2 separate regions of the Mus musculus genome follow, and region 2 is linked to region 1. The links are chromatin contacts, called in public Hi-C maps. All regions are on one chromosome and are shown on one strand. Each heading gives the region's core, a stretch centred on a gene start, on an enhancer-like site or on the middle of the called end of the contact. The rest is flanking DNA. Distances are from core to core; before and after follow the strand shown. Region 1 has its middle 25 kb from the start of Larp1. Region 2 overlaps Gemin5 (gem nuclear organelle associated protein 5).

Region 1 (2,700 bases), core at 186-2,685:
CAATAGCAGCCCATGCTCCTAATAGCTGAGCCTCTGATCTCCCCCTCCCCCCACCCCCGCCTTTTTTTTTTTTTTTTTTTTTTTTTTTTTTTGGTAATTTCTTTGTTTTTGAGACAAGGTTTCTCTGTGCAGCAATGGCTGTCCTGGAACTCACTCTGTAGACCAGGCTGGGCTTAGAAGGCACAGAGATCTGCCTGTCTCTGCCGCCTGAGTGCTGGAACTGACGGTGTGCAATAATAACACCTGCTCTTTTATTTATTGTAAGTAATTTATTTCTATGTGCATAGGTATTTTAGCTGAATGCATGTCTATGTGAGGGTGTAGGATCCCTTGGCACTAGAGTCACAGACAGACGGGTGTGAACTCTCTTCTGGGTGCTGGGAATTAAACTTGGTGCCTACTGAATCTGGAACTTGCTCTGTAGACCAGGCCTGGTCTCAAACTCAGAGATCCTGCTTCTGCCTCCTGAGTGCTGGGATTAAAGGTATTTGCACCACTTCCCAGCTGCAGCCAGTGCTCTTAACCCCTGAGCCATCTAGCGTTTCTATTTTCTCCCTCTCTCTTTTGAGACAGGGCCTCACATAGCCCGGCCTGGCCTATCACTCACTAAGTTGTAGCTGAGGTTGGTCTGAGCTCCTGATATTCCTGCTTCCCACCCTGCCTCTCTCTCCAAGTACTGGGAATGTAGGAGCATGCGCACATGAGGTTCTGCCTACTGATTTTCAGGTCTTTAATGCAACGTAATCTTTAGCACTATTTTTGGCTTGTTTGTTTTGGTAGTTATCATGTGGGGCTCTTTTTCTTTTTTAGTTCCAACTTTAAAATTTAATTTTATGAGTATGGGTGCTTGTATGCATGTGGACCACATGTTTGCCTGGTGTCCAGGAGGACCAGAATAGGGTACTGGATTCCCTGGAACTGGAATTACGGATAGGCTGGCCTCCAACCTGTGCCTCCACCTCTCTTGAGCTGGAATTACAGACCTGAGCCTCCATCCTTGATCTCTTTTGTAGTCCTCTGAAACCTTCCGGAAACTGAAAGGGCTTGCTGGGCTGGCCTCTATTTTGTGCTCTCAGTTGGGGGGAAGCTGCCTGTCTGCCTGCTTTCTATCTAAAGGTCTTCAAAAGTTGATACTTTGTAAACTTCTTTCACTCTTATCTGCAGTTGTAGACAGAAGGAAGTTCTTCACTAACTCTAGATAAGGGACCCAGAGAAGACTGCCGAAAGCCCCCTCAGCAGACCCACTAAGAAACTGGTGGTCTGACTGGGTGTGATGGTGCAGGCCTGTTATCCCAGCATGAGATGAGAGGTGAAGGCTGGAAGACCACGATTTTCTGGTCCTTTTCAGCTTCTTAAGCTGTTCAAACCCTGTGTCGGCTGAGCACGTTAACACGTGCCTTTAGTATCTGTACTAAAGAGACAGGAAAAGTGCATCTCTGCGAGTTGGAAGCCAGCCCAGCCTACTCAACAAATTCCAGGCCAGCCTAGGTTTACACAGTGAGGCCCTATCTCAAAACAAACAGACCGCTGGGTGGAGGTGCACGCCTTTAATCCCAGCACTCGGGAGGCAGAGATAGGTGGATCTCTGCTAGTTCAACGCCAGGTTGGTCCAGGACAAAGAAACCTCGTCTCAATCAACAACAACAACAACAACAAACCAACTGAACAAACAAAAAGCACAGGCTCCAGCCTCTGGCCCATCTGAGTTGACAAAGTCTGTCTGACACTGACTGTAACCGCCAAAAGCTGCAGATCCCTCCCGTGGTGGAAGGGAAATGCGAGAAGCTATTCCAGATACAGCTGCTGGGTAGAAACGAAGGCAGTGTGTATAAAGTGCTTGGCAAAGGAACTGAATTGCATGTAGGAGTTACTGCTATGGGAGGATTAACATGGTAAACAAAGTCCTTACAACGTTCACTCCCTGCACCTCCCACAGCCTGAAGTGAGATCTCATTACCATGTAATTCTGAAAAGGATTCATGTTCCCTTCAGGAATGGCTCAAGAGACCTTGGCCAGTGTAAAAGGCAGCGGTATCAGAACTCTTCAAAGCTAGTCTGGGCTACAGGACATCCAGTCTAAAAAAAAGCAACACAAAATACCAGCTCCAGAGTCGCTAACAGTCTCAGAGCTGGAGGGCAGGTGTGGGGTAGTTGGGGTAGTGCTGTTTAGGAATCCTCTTAGGGTTGTCCTGCCTGCATCTCTCCTGCTGAAGGCCTTGCTATAGTCAGGGTGGAGGGAGACTGGGCAGTAGTGACTCCAAGGGGCTTTTCTGAACATCAAATCTCCTTCTCCTGATGGCCTCCAGTCAAGTCCATGGAGTCAAGGTGTTTAGCCCAGATTCCAGAGAAATCTAGCTTTGGGCTTGCATCTAAAAAATCTTTTTTTTTTCCTTCCAAGACAGGGTGTTCCAGTGTAGCCCAGGCTGGCCTCGAACTTCCAGCGCTAAGATTATAGGAGTGAGTCACCATACTCAGTGCGTCTAAATCTTTTTATAAAAACTTCTTTAGCACTGGGGAGGCAGAGGCAGGTGGATTTCTGAGTTAGAGGCCAGCCTGGTCTACAAAGTGAGTTCCAGGACAGCCAGGGCTACATAGAGAAACCCTGTCTCGAAAAACAAACAAACAAACAAACAAACAAACAAACAAACAAAAACAAAAAAAAGAAAAAAAAACTTCTTTAGATTTTAAATTTTATTTAAT
Region 2 (2,700 bases), core at 155-2,654, 140 kb before region 1:
AAAAACAAAAAAAAGACATTGTATTCTTAAGTAAGGAGACTTTCTCAAATGAATACAACACAAAAACAGCTTTGGCAGTTTCCTACAAAGATCCATGCTCCTGTCCATGGAAACCCAGTGACTAGGTGGTTCACAAGAAATAAAATCAAGAGGCCAGAGACCTACATATAAATATTTGCACATGTTTTGTCCACAACAGCCAAACTGAACAGCCACGTGACTGAAAAACAGACTTCTGGTGCACCTTATCAGTAAGCCCCAGAGTCCCAAGTCCCAGTAGACTGTGAAACTATGACTCCATTTACCAACGTGGCACAGAAAGAAGCTGCAGAGGGTGTGGAGAGTCACTGGGAATGTGCTGCTGGAGTGGTTTGAATTGACAGAAATGTTCTATGCCTACCTTTTCCCAGTAGCTATAAACTTGCCAGAATGTTTCAAACTGCACATACCCTAAGGGCTGGAGAGATGGTGCAGTCAGGTAGTCTCTGCTTTGAGAGAGGCTGTGTTTAATCCCTAACAGGGCAGCTTACACCTGTGTTCCAGCTTTAGAGAAGCAGGTAGACGCCAAGGGCTTGCTCTTAAGCCAGTCCATTCAAATACGTGAGCTTCCGGTTCAGAGAGAACTCTGTCTCAAAAGATAAAATGGGAGCCAGGTGGTAGTGACGGCTTATACCAGGCCTTTAATCCCAGCATTCTGGACAAAGGGGCAGGTGGATCTCGGAGTTTGAGGACAGTCAGGGCTACATAGAGAAACCCTGTCTTCAAAAAACAAAACAAAACATAAAATGGAGAGGGATCAGGAAAGACACCTGACACTGTACCTCTGCCTTCCGTGTTAAAATGAACTGGTATCAATAATAGGATTGTGTTCCATTATTTCTGTTAATTTTCTGTTTTGTTTTGTTTTGAGATGGGGTCTCATGTAGTCCAGGCTGGCCAGGAACTACTTATGTAGCTGAGCATGACCCTGAAGTCCTGGTCCCCAGTGCTAAGGCTGTAGATGTGCATCACCATAGCAACTATATGTGATGCTGGGACTTGAGCCAGGGCCGTGTATGAGACTGACAATCTGCCACACAAGCATTTCCACACCACTCCACCATTCTGTTTCTCTAAGTAAGTTTTTAGATCCAGAAACTTGAGACGAGCCTGTGATCCTGCCTCTGCCCATTTCCTTTGCCTTCACTTTTGATTTTAGTAAGCACGGGTGTCAGCAGATTGATTACCTCAGCGTGCTCAGACTTTACCAGCAGAGGGTGATGGGTGGGAGATGAAGGCTTTCCAGAGATAGATGTGTGATTGGTTTCTAGTGCAGTTCCTAGCTATGGGACAAGGCTTGTCAAGTCTGCCACAGGAGGGCATTAGCGGGTGAATGAAATTCTGGCCTCTTTCCAGCTGCTGCTTCATGTCTGCCATGACCTGACCTTGGCAATGCTGAGCCAGCAGGCTGCTGCCTGGGAGGAGGCAGTGCCTGCTCTGCTGCAGGCTGTGGTTCGGAGCTATACCTCAGGGAACTTCACCCTCATGCAGGAAATCTACTCAGCCTTTCTCCCAGGTGGTAAGTAACACACACACACAGATACACACACACACACACACACCTCTCCCGGACGTCCTCCCATTATAGCACAATATAACCACCTCAAATTAGACTGGGCCGGACAATGTCTTTAAAAGGCAATGATGCTGTGTCAGGAGGATCACCACAGATTCTGAGCTGTGTAGGAAGTTCCATGTTTCCTGAGGTGAGACAAAAACAAAGCCAAAGTGTTTGCACTGGGTTCTTTGCCTGGCTCTGCTCACTCTCTTAAAGCTCAGTTGTCGAGGTAAAGAAACAGAGCTGAAAAAAACAAAACAAAAAAGCCGGGTGTGGTGGCGCACACCTTTAATCCCAGCACTCCGGAGGCAGAGGCAGGCAGATTTCTTGAGTTCAAGGCCAGCCTGGTCTATAAAGTGAGTCCTAGGACAGCCAGGGCTACACAGAGAAACCCTGACTCAGTAGGAGGGGGGAACCCGAAAAGAAAAAAAAAAAAAAAAAAAACAGAGCTGGCATATGGTACATGCATCCTAACATCCCAGCATGATGGGGGTCAGAGGGTGGGGTGTGGGGGAAGGGAGTTAGACAGATCAGCACTTCAGGGTAATCTTTGGCTACATGGTAAGTTTAAGCCCAGCCCGAGCTACATGAGATCCTGTTCAACCCATTACCACCACAGGAGGCGGGGAGGGTACATGGGGCTAGGCATTCCTTAACTTTGTGTTTAGACCCTGTAATTAATCTCAATTTTTAGAGCACAGTATGGTTCACACCCTGTCCCCATCAGTGCAGCCCGGAGCTCTTAGTAAAACAATACATTTCTGTTGTGCTAGGAGTGATGCCATCTAAGGCAATGATGGCATTGTCCAAAGGCGGAAAGGAAGTGATTAGTTCCTTTGACTTTGGGCAAAAGGACATAATCCCAAGAGTCACATCACTTTCCCTTTTTCTTGGGTGACATTTATGAGGGTGAGAAGACAGGCTTCTCACAGATAAAGAAATGCATACCATATCCTAAGGTCCTTTTCTTCTAGGCTGTGACCACCTACGAGACAAACTGGGTGACCTCTCTCCTGCCATGGCAGCTTACAAAAGCTTAGAGGCCTTTTGTATTTATGGGCAACTGTATGAAGTCTGGTGGTCGCTCTGCGGGCCTGGCCCTG

Evidence for each region. Hi-C and Micro-C count contacts between places; a contact is called where the count stands out from the background.
Region 2: a contact with region 1 is called in a Hi-C map of liver, with 1.8 times the contacts expected there. The contact joins two enhancer-like sites. A contact is called at or near these places in 1 of 39 promoter capture datasets (neutrophils), 1 of 484 Hi-C or Micro-C datasets (liver) and 3 of 9 other capture datasets (adipose tissue, liver and pancreatic islet).

Annotation. Positions count from the first base shown.
Region 1 is chr11:57,982,981-57,985,680 of GRCm38.p6, reverse strand. It overlaps a transcript of Larp1 not described here. Among named protein-coding and RNA genes, the nearest start is that of Larp1, 25 kb to the left of the region's middle. Within about 2 kb of position 1,435, at least 54 of the 459 cell types and tissues checked have an H3K27ac peak or open chromatin away from gene starts, as enhancers often do. A contact at or near this core is called in liver, where this site is marked.
Region 2 is chr11:58,125,290-58,127,989 of GRCm38.p6, reverse strand. It overlaps Gemin5 (gem nuclear organelle associated protein 5), which reads left to right. Exons shown (of 28, transcript NM_172558.3): 25 at 1,396-1,558; 26 at 2,572-2,700. Among named protein-coding and RNA genes, the nearest start is that of Gm33350, 3.6 kb to the left of the region's middle. Within about 2 kb of position 1,404, at least 47 of the 459 cell types and tissues checked have an H3K27ac peak or open chromatin away from gene starts, as enhancers often do. A contact at or near this core is called in liver, where this site is marked.